Regions from separate parts of the Mus musculus genome. Here regions 1, 3 and 4 are each linked to region 2. Evidence: chromatin contacts called from public Hi-C data. All regions are on one chromosome and are shown on one strand. Each heading gives the region's core, a stretch centred on a gene start, on an enhancer-like site or on the middle of the called end of the contact. The rest is flanking DNA. Distances are from core to core; before and after follow the strand shown. Region 1 holds the start of Chaserr (CHD2 adjacent suppressive regulatory RNA). Region 2 holds the start of Nr2f2 (nuclear receptor subfamily 2, group F, member 2). Region 3 holds the start of Chd2 (chromodomain helicase DNA binding protein 2). Region 4 holds the start of A730056A06Rik (RIKEN cDNA A730056A06 gene).

Region 1 (2,700 bases), core at 139-2,638, 3.2 Mb before region 2:
CTCCTATACTGTGTCCTTTCACCTCCTGTGTACATTAAGTGCTGTGACACTTAATGTGGACAGACAGACAGACACATACACACGCTCAAATTAACGTTAAAAAACATCAGGACAGCCAACACTATGTTAAAGAGACCTGATTCCACACCCCTCCAAAAGGGAACTAGAACGACTTTTGTGGTCCATGATCAAGTAATGTGATTTTTAACCCAGGAGCAAACTAAGTTTCAAGAGAATTTTAGAACTGTTCCTCTCATCTCAACAAGCAAGCCCCTTCTTAAAAGTGTTTTTCCCTCATGGAAACTAATAGCATATTTTCTTTTCCCCTAGCCCCTTGCCAAAAGAAACATTTCCACATTCCGCTTCTGTGCGAGAACAACTTCCTTAGATACTTGAGGACAGACGGTTCAGAGATTCATTTGTATTCTGCCTAAACTTGTTTCCAGGCAGAAGTGGGAAGAAGAAATGTAAAAGAGTGGAGTTTTTGAGAGGAAATGAAGCTTGTACTGTGTAATTCTCTGGGGGAAAGCTGGATAGACATGTTTAAACTACCACTTCAACAACGCTGCCCTAAAATGTGGGATCCAGCTAATCAGAATTAAGAGGCTGGTTTGTTAGGCCCTCAGGACTACTGGGCATGCTACTAGATTACCTCAAATAAGTGGTATATCAAGTCAGATATTAGGTTAGCGAATGTGCTGGTCATAACCTGCCTGTGGTCTGGTTCCTTAGGGGCAAAAAATCCTGAGGCTATGGCGCTTGCCCAAGAAGGAAGGTTCTGCAGTTTTTGCTTATCTTGTCAATCATGTCGTTTTCGCTCTATCACTTCCTCTTCCTTTGTGGACGAAAAAAATCTCAAGTCAGAAACAGGAAAGGTTAGCTTTTAATGGCTCGTCCGTACACAAACTACCTTCGAGGGTCCGCACTGCGGAGCAGAAAGTTACGTCTCTCCCCGCAAACCCAGAGTTTCACTATCTGCCAATCGCAGGTCAGGACTTCTCTCCTGAAACGCCCACGGGCTATGATTGGCATTAAATAAGCCCTATTGGTGCTGAGAACATGGAAGCGGTGGGTTCAGAACTGACCAATAGTATGCAGTTGGGGCGGGAGGAAGGTACGAACGAAGTGCGTGATGCCGCTCCGGGAAGCGAGGGCAGGAAGCTAGCCCAGCCAATGGCCGCCGCGGGCGGGTGTCGGCGCGCGTGCGCACTGGGGGTCCCGGAGCTGCAGGCGGGAGGTTGGGGGAGGGGAGCGAGCTGGAGCGCCGCGGAGCTCTAGCCGCCGCCGCAGCTCCCGCCGCAGCGAAGAGGCCATGTTGTGTGGTGTGTGGGGCGGGGGGAGGAGGAGGAGGGAGGAAAGCCGAGCGAGGAGACGGGAGAGACACCACACACGGCACAAGATGGCCGGAGAGGCAGCAGCAAGCCCAGCTGTCAGGCGGTCTGCCGCGGCCCGTGGGCTCGCCGCTGCGCTGGGAGCGCTACCCCGGCGTCCTGGAGGGCTCTGGGAGAGCGGGGAGGCCGCGGCTGGGGCGAGGCGGCCGCGCGCGATGTGGGAGCTCGCGGCCGGAGCGCCCGGGGAGGCCGGGCCCACGACGCCCGTGGCTCCGCTGCGGCAGCGGCGGTGCTGGTGTCGCGCGCGGCCGGGAGGCGGCTTCGCGCCGCGGGCGGGAGGCTGCGGCGGGCGACCCGTCCTGGACACGCGAGGAAGAGCGAGCCGATGGCGGCAGGGGCCGCGCTTCGACCCGGTGAGTAGCTCCCCTGCTCCCTTTATTGTCCTTTGTCCTTGGGAGGAAAAGCACGACGTCCTTGAGCGCGGGCGGGAGGGGCGGCGGGTGGCTGCCGGCTGGCTCTGCACACGCAGCCCCGGGCACTGCCGCGGAGGGCCGATGCCACGGGAGCACGGGGTCGGGCCACCGCGTTCCCGCTGCATACCCAGCCGGGCGCCGCGCTGCGGTCCGAGCCAGCGGGGAGAGGGCGGCGGCCGCGCCGTGGAACCCCTGCTTGCTCTGGTGAGTTACTTCGATACTTAGCGAGAAATAACAACAATCCTCCGTTGATGGGCTTTTAAAAATCTTTTCCAGTGAGGTGGGAACCCATCTTTGGGGTCGGATCTAAAAGAACAATGGAACCTCTCACTTCGCTTAAACCAAAATAAAACTTGTCTTTTTCCCCCCTTCTCCCTGTTGGGTGTTGGCTTTTAACTCTTTCTAAGCTGCTTTTGAGAACGGCTGTTAGTGTTCTAGATGCAAAGGTACCTTTCAGCTTGTTAAACGTCCGTGACGTTTGTTGTCTTTTAGAAAAGGCAAGTTACAGGAGTGCATCTAGTATTTCAAAAATGACGACGGCAACAAGGCAGTTTAAAGGAAGTAGATTTGATAATTATGGTGCAAGATGATGGCGTTTGATGAATACAGCTTATTTTTACCGAGAACTTTCGTTAAGACCATTTGACATCCTGATACTTGAACATAACCGTACTGTTTGATACTTTTTTAAATGAGTAGGTAAAGCCGTTATCAGCAACTTCTCACTTGAATGTTAAATCTAACTTGAGGCGGTTCCGACCCTTTACAAGTTAAAATTCATCTTGTTTAAAAGAGAGTGTATACTATTAGAAACCTTGGCCGTAAAAGTTAAGAAATATTCTAAAAGCAGAGCTCTTTAAGTTACTTAGTGTAAATCCTGAAGTAAGACTGCCATT
Region 2 (2,700 bases), core at 20-2,519:
CCGGGCCAGGCCAACCCCGGCGGCTGCCTTATAAGGCGCGCCGTCGCCATGGCAACGTGCGCTAAGTTGCAGCAGTCGTGTCAAAGTTCACTATATAGAGAGCTCAGTGAGCTGATCGCGGAGAAGCCACTTCTGCCAGCCCCGGCGCCTATAAATCGCATTCCCTCCCGCGCCCCCCTTTTTAGCATATTTGATCACTTTGATTCTGCTCTTTTCTCTCCGCGGTGTGTGCGTGCGTGCGCGCGTGTGTGTTTTCTTCTCCTCCTCCTCCTCTGCCGGAGTTGCCTCCTTTCTCCGGGTGCCGCGCTGCTCTTCCCTCTTTCATTCTTTCTCTCCGTTTCTCCCCCCTCTGCGCACGAAGGATGCGCTTCTAGGTGCTGATCTGCCCTCCTTTCTCTCTTATCATCTCTCCCCCGCCGCCGGCGAGTTGACTCTTTCCCTATGTGTGTGAGGCGGCGGCGGCAGCAGCAGCAGCAGCAGCAGCAGCAGCGGCTCCACCGGCGGCGGCAGCAGCGGCAGCAGCAGCGACTCCACCGGCGGCGGCGGCGCTAGACGCAGCGGCTCCGGGCCCGACCCGGAGGCTTCGGCGGCGGCGGCGGCGGCCCGGGCGGCCCGCGGAGAGCAACGAGCGGCCTCCGAGAGCGGCGGCGGCGGCGGCGGCGTCCGGAGCGAGCGCGGCGCGCGCCAGGCGCCCGGGGCAGGAGGCGGCGGCGGCCCAGCGCCAGGACGACGCCGCGCAGCGCCGGACGCGGACCACTTTCATGCTGATTCCCCCGGACCCGGGCAGAGCTCCGGCCACTCCGCGGGCCGCCGGCCTCCGCCCCGGCCTGCCTGGCTCCCAGGGCGCGCCCGCGCCCGGCGCCTCCGCTCTCCCAGTCCTCCTGATTTCGATGGCTTTCCTGAATGGCTGACTGTGGGCTGCCCTGGACTTGGCCCCCGGACAGTCGCCTCTCCTTCTCCTTCTCCTCTTCCTCCTCCTCCTCTTCCTCCTCCTCCTTCTCCTCCTCCAACTCCTCCGCTGCACACTAGATCTGAGAGCGAGAGAGTGAACCAGAGAGGGAGAGAGGGAGGGAGAGTGAGAGCGAGCGAGATCTTTAGAGAGATTTTTTTTTTTTTTTTTTTGCCTCCTACTTCTGTCTTGAAGCCAGACAATCGACTTGCAGCTCTCCCTCCCCTCCCTCTCTCCACGTTCTGCTCCCACTCTCTTTCCCCTGTCCCCTTGCCCTCCCCTCTGGACGGAAAGCCCCCCGAAACCAACAAAGCTGAGCCGAGGGAAACAAACAAAACAAACACACCGGGCCAGACAAGCAATCGACAAAACTTTGCAAAAGCAAAAACAAAAAAACAAAAAAGGAAAAACTAACCAACCTCAAATCAACTAGCCCTGAGCCACCCGGGGCGCCCTCCCGCGCCCTCTCGCACCCTCGCACACACAAAAGGCGGCGCGCCGGAGCCCGAGACCCGGGAGCCGCCGCCACCCCGCCGCCGCCCGCAGCCAGGGGAGCAGAAGTCCGGACGCGGCCCCCATAGATATGGCAATGGTAGTCAGCACGTGGCGCGACCCCCAGGACGAGGTGCCCGGCTCTCAGGGCAGCCAGGCCTCGCAGGCGCCGCCCGTGCCGGGCCCGCCGCCTGGCGCCCCGCACACGCCACAGACGCCGGGCCAAGGGGGCCCGGCCAGCACGCCGGCCCAGACAGCGGCTGGCGGCCAGGGCGGCCCTGGCGGCCCGGGCAGCGACAAGCAGCAGCAGCAGCAGCACATCGAGTGCGTGGTGTGCGGGGACAAGTCGAGCGGCAAGCACTACGGCCAGTTCACGTGCGAGGGCTGCAAGAGCTTCTTCAAGCGCAGCGTGCGGAGGAACCTGAGCTACACGTGCCGCGCCAACCGGAACTGTCCCATCGACCAGCACCACCGCAACCAGTGCCAGTACTGCCGCCTCAAAAAGTGCCTCAAAGTGGGCATGAGACGGGAAGGTATCGGCCTCTCATTTCTTCCCCCTTCGCCCGCGGTCCCGGGGCTCTGGGTGCGTTTGGCTAGCCTGCTCTGGGTAAGGACTCAGAAGCCCCGAGCTCTCCCGGTTGCAGTCGGAGGGGATTTGGTACTAGGAACCGGGGAGGGGGGTGGGGGTCTGCACTGCAACCCAGATCAGCCCCCACCCCCATTACAGTCCGCATGCTTTAGTAGACTTTCCTTCTCCACTCTTTCTTCCTCTCCCCCTCTCTCTCTTTCTCCCTCTCCGGACAGCTTTTCCTTTCCTTTGCATTGATTGAGAGTTCATTAGAGTTCACCTTTCTGCAAGGAATGGGTTGTTTGTTGTTGTTTTAAAGTCCCCCCCCTCTCTCTTCCCTTTCTCTCTTTCCTTGTTTTTCCTGCATGTTCAACATATGTCCCTCCTCCTTACCCCTCTCCCCAACCCCCACCTTTTCAGAAAAAAAAAAAAACAACCTGAGATTGTACTTTTGTACAGGAGGTTCAAATTACAAATGGCAATTTTATGCACTTCGCCGTATTAACGCTGCCGCCTGGGCAGAGCTCATGTGACCCCTCCGTGGATTAACATTCTGCTTTAAAAAAATACCTCTTGTTTTCTTTTTTTTTCCTTTCACTTTTGAAACCCTGAGAGCACTGTAGGGAGTAGGAAAGTGTGGGCAAGGGGCCTTTGGCCGCTGCTTTCCCTCTGCGCCAGTTGGGTCTTTGTG
Region 3 (2,700 bases), core at 22-2,521, 3.2 Mb before region 2:
CACATCTGTGGTTAATACAGATGCAGTGTTTGTTCTTTGGATGATGTGAGGTGGTTGATATTTGTAAATTGAAAACTTGAGTTTTTGGATTTTGATGGAAATATGTTTGTAGACTTGAAACTGATTTTTTACATTTTCTTAGATTTAACATAATTACGTTTGGTAGTGAAACTAAAATGAATTCGTTTGCTGGAGTGTCATGGTTTTGACCAGTAGGGTTCAGTAAAGGAATGTTTTTAGTTTTTTCGGCATTTGTATGTGGTTGGTTACTTGTGTGCATGGGAGAGAATACTTTGTTGCATTTGTAATTTTGTTTCTATAGACCTCGTGCTTCCATCTGGAGGGGGTTTGTCTTTGACAGTTGATAATTGGCTGGTAGATGTGGCCTATTTAAGTGGCGGTGATTGATGAAATGTGAGTGTACTTAGAATTCGATTTCAAACATGAGTGAAAGGGTTCTTTTGATTTTGGAGTTGAGGTTGAGTGTTTGATTTAAAGGTGACCAAGGTTGGTGTAATTTCTTGAATTCGAAGTTATTAATTATGCCCAAATATATGTAAGAAGTAAATATGTTTGATGTGTGGCACTTCCAAGATTAATGGTTTACAAAGAAGTTTGTTTCTTCTGGGGGGGAAAATGGTTGTATTAACTTTTGCTCTACTGCAGTTGAACACTAGGGAGGCGCTCTTGAGTTGTAAAAAATTACCCCTTCCTTCCAGTTGAGGTGGAAAATTCCCCCTTAATCTTTAGATGTTTTTAGGCACCATAAAGAAGGCAAGAGTTGATTTAATTTATGGTGTTGAAATGTTGCTTCTATTTACAAGCCATTTTACCCATGGTGGGGTGTTAATTATTTTAAAGATTAGTTCTTAAACTGAGCTTTAGAGTCTCTTGAAATTATCTTTATTTCAAAATGGCTTGATAAAACTCCACTTCCTGTCCAGGGAGGAAGTTATTTTAGCTCAAGGACTGAAATATTTAGCAGATCTTTAGACAAAAGGAACAAATTACATTTCTCTCTGGCTTAAAAAGGGTGCTTGAGCCAGAGGGGGTTAAGAAGCCCTTCCCCCTCCCTCTGATGGAGTGGTCTGGAGGGGCAGGGAGGTGTGGAGTTGGGGGTCTTCTGGCTCTCTTGGATGGAGAATCTGGTTCTTTTTCTTTCTTTCTTTCTTTTTTTTTTTTTTTTGGTGGAGATGAAGGGGTGGGTCTATGGTACATCACCTGAGTTGTGGGGTAAATGTAGAGAGTGTCAATCAAAGGCAGAGCTCTCAGAGCTGGGAAGGAGGCTCTAGATGGCGGCTGTGCCTTAGAGAGAGCGCGCTTTGCTCCCTGCTTCGGTTCACTTTACGCAACTTTCCCTAACTTTCGGGCAGCCTCAGGGGGCCCCCGCAGCCCCCTGCCTCTTCTAGTGACTTACTGGGGTCGATCCGAACCTTTTTTTGGGAGAAAAGCTGCTTTTAGGAGCTTTCTTTTCGTGCCTTGTTGGAAGAAGCTGCCGTATTGAGAGCCCAGGTCGTTGTTTTTTCCAGCTTAGAAGCCATGGCGCACCTCCATTTTTGTGCGCTCTCCTAATGAGGTTTTTTTTTCCCCTTCCGGACCTGTTTTAGTATTAATTATTGCTTTATTTTTTGACAAGTCAACATATTTGAGGATTATTTCATTTACTTTTTGTTTTTTAACGGAGAATTTTGCGTTTTTAAAAATTATTTTGGATCGGATATTTTTCTACTACTAGATAGGACTCTTGCTTTGGACCTACTACATGGATCAGGTAAGTCCATGATAATCAGTGATAATTTTAAAAAAATTAATGTTGAACTTGGCTTTATTTACTGTAAATATGAGAAATTCCTGGATGACGCAATAAGATAGAGAGATTGTTATTTGTATCCAGTGTGTTACTTTTGAGAAACTTTCCTTATTGATAGTGATGCTTCTGTCGTTCAGTTTATCCCCCTCTCATTTTAAAACGGAAAAATAGAAATATTTTGTTTTTCTGGTGTTTATCGTTGTTGCATTACATGAATATCGCTAACATCGTCAGGACTTTGTTCCTGATAATAAAACCATCCGCAGAAGCTGGGACCTCACCTTTCTTTCAACTTTTGACAGTAAATACCTGGGCACAGGACTTCAAAGCAAACACAGATTCCCCCTCCCCCTTAATATTTAAGAATTAAAAGATGATGAGAAATAAGGACAAAAGCCAAGAGGAGGACAGTTCGCTACACAGCAATGCATCGAGGTATGAGCTATCAACTTTCTTTCTTTCTTTCTTTTTTTTTTTTTTTCGGGAAACCTCAGCTTACACTTGTTTACTTTGACAGACATGGATTGCTGTCTGTATTTCAAGAATTTTCTAACTTGGGTTGGTTTTTAAAGCGTGACCTTGAGATTGCTAACATGCCACACCCTGATTTTTTGGTATCAATTTATGAAAGTTGAGTTGTGACTTAAGGCCTCTTACAGCATTCAGAAGGTAATGTACTTTTCTCCGGAGGGGCCTTTCCTAGAAACTGTAGTTTTTCTGTCAGTAAATTTTCAGGTTTTAGGTTTTCATGCTGCAGAAAAATGACCTTGTCTGTTTAGCCATTGCTGCATTGCACCATTTTACATACAAGGCAAATTTTTTTCTTTGAAGAATCTGGGATATTCAAACTTGTAACCGAGGGCCATAGAGCAGCCTGGTAGTAGTAAATT
Region 4 (2,700 bases), core at 8-2,507, 3.0 Mb before region 2:
GAACCCAAAACTACACAGAAGGGAATGGCAGTCCTGGAGGTGATATCCTGCCACTAATACAATTCGTCATTCGGTCCTGAGAGCTAAGCTCCGGGCAGCGGGTGCTCAAGCCCCGCTTACAGGATGGCCTGAGCACTAGAGAAACAGTCTTTCTGGACACGTTGGCTAGTTCCCATCTCTCCATCTCCTCATATAGGGGAACTTTGAGAACGCCCAACTTCATGGCTTGTGAGGAAGGTACAGATCACCATTTCCGCTAGATGGCGATATTTCCCCTAATCCATCCGCTTCAAGACACCCAATTTATAAAATAAATACAATCCAACGCCTTCCGAAACCACACCACATAATAACAGCACACAGGCTCCCATTAAAGTTCCAGTCTCAGGAAACTGACTCCCTCGTCGAGAAAATCTAATGCAACTACTCTAGTAAGATGCAATCAAGAGTTGCATCCAAGTGTCATTCATATTTGCACCGGTCCCCCAATACACCTGTCCCTCTACCCCTAGTTAACACTCAGGGATGAGCCATGGCTCAAGTCAGGCGCTGAGTCCTCGTGGTGCCTTGCCTTCCTCTTAGGAACGTCGGACCTTTTGGGACCCTTGCCCCTTAGCCACCACCCCAAGTCTAGCACACCGGACGCTCCTAAGCAAGGGTCACTCACACTGTACAATGTACAATGCCGACGGCCCCGGGGCAGGTGCGTTCATTTCCAGCTTCTGCAACCCGGGCCTGGGTTAAGTGAGAGAATCCGGTTTCACCGTGGGTCAGCGGGGTGATCAGATCTGTCAAGAGCTCTGTGGGTCAGGGGGGCTCTCGCCTCCGGAAGAGGTGGCCGCGCAGGAGAGAGAGCTCCAGGCGGTACACAGTGGGTGGGACAGGCGCCGGGTCTGCCCAGCCACGCGCAGCGCCTACTGCCCTCATGGCAGCATCTTAGGGGGCTGGGGGAAAAGAAAAAACACCAAACCACAAAACTTTCCTGCTGCCAAGTGCGAAGGCGAGTCATCCGAGGCAAAACCCTAAGTGTGTGAGATGAGACACCGGGTTGGGGGAGCCACTAATCAGTGAGGCGGCGGAGCGCAAGTGTCCGCAGCGCCTTGGGGACCTCAGGACCCCGTGCCCCCGCTGTCCGCGCTTACCTTGGCGGCTGCATGAGCCCCTCCAGCCCGCGGGGGGTTGGCGCTGGCGGGGCTGCGCGCGAAGACTAGGTGTAGGGCGGTCGCTCGTGGGCCCCTGGGTGAGGTGGGAGGGGCCCGGCTGGCGCTGGTCCCCGCAGCTCAGCGGACTCAGTAGCGACCCGGGGCGCTCCGCCTGCTCCCCGGCTGCATGCCTGCGAGCGCCTGGAGGAGCGAGCCTCAGGAGCGGCCGGCTGGCCAGTGCTTCCCGGGCGCAGGGCTCGGGCGGCGTAGCTTGCAGTTCCGAGACGCCTGCAGAGTAGGGCGGCCCGGGCTAACCTGCTGCCTCGCCCGGCCTGTCGCCGCCACCGCCACCGCTGAGCGCGGCGTCGCGAGGTTCGTTTGCGCGCGGCAGGGAGGGGGCGGGCCGGGCACCCCGGGAGCGGGCGGGGGGGCGAGCGCGGGCGGAGCGGAGCAGAGGGAGGGGGAGGGGTGGGGTCTGGGCTCCAAAGGCCCCGCCCCGCCGCGGTCCCACCCTTGCTGATCCGCGCTAGTGGGTGTGTGAGGACGTAGGGGGTGAGCCTGCAGAAAGCGCACACTCTCCCTGCGGGCTCGCGATCCCAGGGTTCGAGCAGCAAGTGCAGCGACCCTCCCTTCCGCTAACGCATCCAACTTTCTTAACCCTGAGCCAGGTGGCTTGGAGTCCACGTTTTCAACCTGGGAGCCTACGGTGGTTAGAGGTTTCCAATCGTGGATAAATATTGACATCTGCCGAAAGTCACCTTTGTTCTATAGGGATTTTACTCCTATTTAGAATCTTATTGGAAAAAATAAATAATATGTATATTGCATGCACAGTGCGCGAATACACGCAGTCTGGAGTAAACAGACTGTCTTGTACTCCCCCACCCCTCCCTCTGCAGTCCAGCTCAGAGGTAACCTCCGGTCACAGCGTCTTCCTCCCCCGCCCCGCACCCTTCTCGCATAGATTGCCAGAGGAAACTCCGGGCTTCTCAAAAGGATTCTTCATGCAGCTCACGCACACAGTGGAGAGCACAGCCAGCCGCCAGCAGCTCATCTCCAGGGTCTCACCCCAACACCACGTATAGGTCTGAAACCCTAGCTGGGGTGTGAAGTCAGCCGGGACACACAGCTCACACTCAAATTATCACTGAACAGTTAGCGCTGCCAGGATATTTTATACAGGGGTTACGACCCGATCTTCTCTTAATCTGAACCAAGCGCTGGAATTTTGATAGGATGAGAACTCTGTATTTAATGAAAAGGTATCGTCCGTATTAAGACCCTCGTCGTTATTTATGCTGTGGTCTTAAGGGATGTGGTTTTGAACTCAATGTTCTGCGTTTATTGGCCAAATGAATTAGACTAGTCTATAACTGAGCTATAAATAAACTCCATGTGCTTTTAGCAGGAAGGGATTGGGCCTTGCAGTTGGCCCCGTTTCTAAAATTAGCCTCGACCTTGGACAAATCTTTTAGGTCTGCTGAGCCTCAGTTTCCTTGTCTATAAATAAGGGAGTTGTACAAGAAAGTGTGTGTGTGTGTTTACATTTCCTTTTTGT

Evidence for each region. A called contact is a pair of places that touch in the nucleus more often than the background predicts.
Region 1: a contact with region 2 is called in a Hi-C map of embryonic stem cells, with 10 times the contacts expected there. The contact joins the promoter of Chaserr here to the promoter of Nr2f2 in region 2. A contact is called at or near these places in 8 of 484 Hi-C or Micro-C datasets (embryonic stem cells and nephron progenitors).
Region 3: a contact with region 2 is called in a Hi-C map of uterus, with 6 times the contacts expected there. The contact joins the promoter of Chd2 here to the promoter of Nr2f2 in region 2. A contact is called at or near these places in 2 of 484 Hi-C or Micro-C datasets (nephron progenitors and uterus).
Region 4: a Hi-C map of embryonic stem cells shows a contact between it and region 2, with 2.7 times the contacts expected there. The contact joins the promoter of A730056A06Rik here to the promoter of Nr2f2 in region 2. A contact is called at or near these places in 2 of 484 Hi-C or Micro-C datasets (both in embryonic stem cells).

What each region holds. Positions count from the first base shown.
Region 1 is chr7:73,557,083-73,559,782 of GRCm38.p6, reverse strand. Chaserr (CHD2 adjacent suppressive regulatory RNA) reads left to right here and starts at 1,388. Exons shown (of 5, transcript NR_037569.1): 1 at 1,388-1,744. RefSeq lists a cis regulatory region at 817-1,906.
Region 2 is chr7:70,359,162-70,361,861 of GRCm38.p6, reverse strand. It overlaps Nr2f2 (nuclear receptor subfamily 2, group F, member 2), which reads left to right and starts at 1,269. Exons shown (of 3, transcript NM_009697.3): 1 at 1,269-1,974. The coding sequence starts at 1,533.
Region 3 is chr7:73,540,317-73,543,016 of GRCm38.p6, reverse strand. It overlaps Chd2 (chromodomain helicase DNA binding protein 2), which reads left to right and starts at 1,271. Exons shown (of 39, transcript NM_001081345.2): 1 at 1,271-1,771; 2 at 2,113-2,245. The coding sequence starts at 2,184. Chaserr (CHD2 adjacent suppressive regulatory RNA) reads left to right here. Exons shown (of 5, transcript NR_037569.1): 5 at 1-2,700.
Region 4 is chr7:73,374,331-73,377,030 of GRCm38.p6, reverse strand. A730056A06Rik (RIKEN cDNA A730056A06 gene) reads left to right here and starts at 1,257. Exons shown (of 2, transcript NR_040325.1): 1 at 1,257-1,514. It overlaps Rgma (repulsive guidance molecule family member A), which reads right to left and starts at 1,511. Exons shown (of 4, transcript NM_177740.5): 1 at 1,143-1,511. The coding sequence starts at 1,156.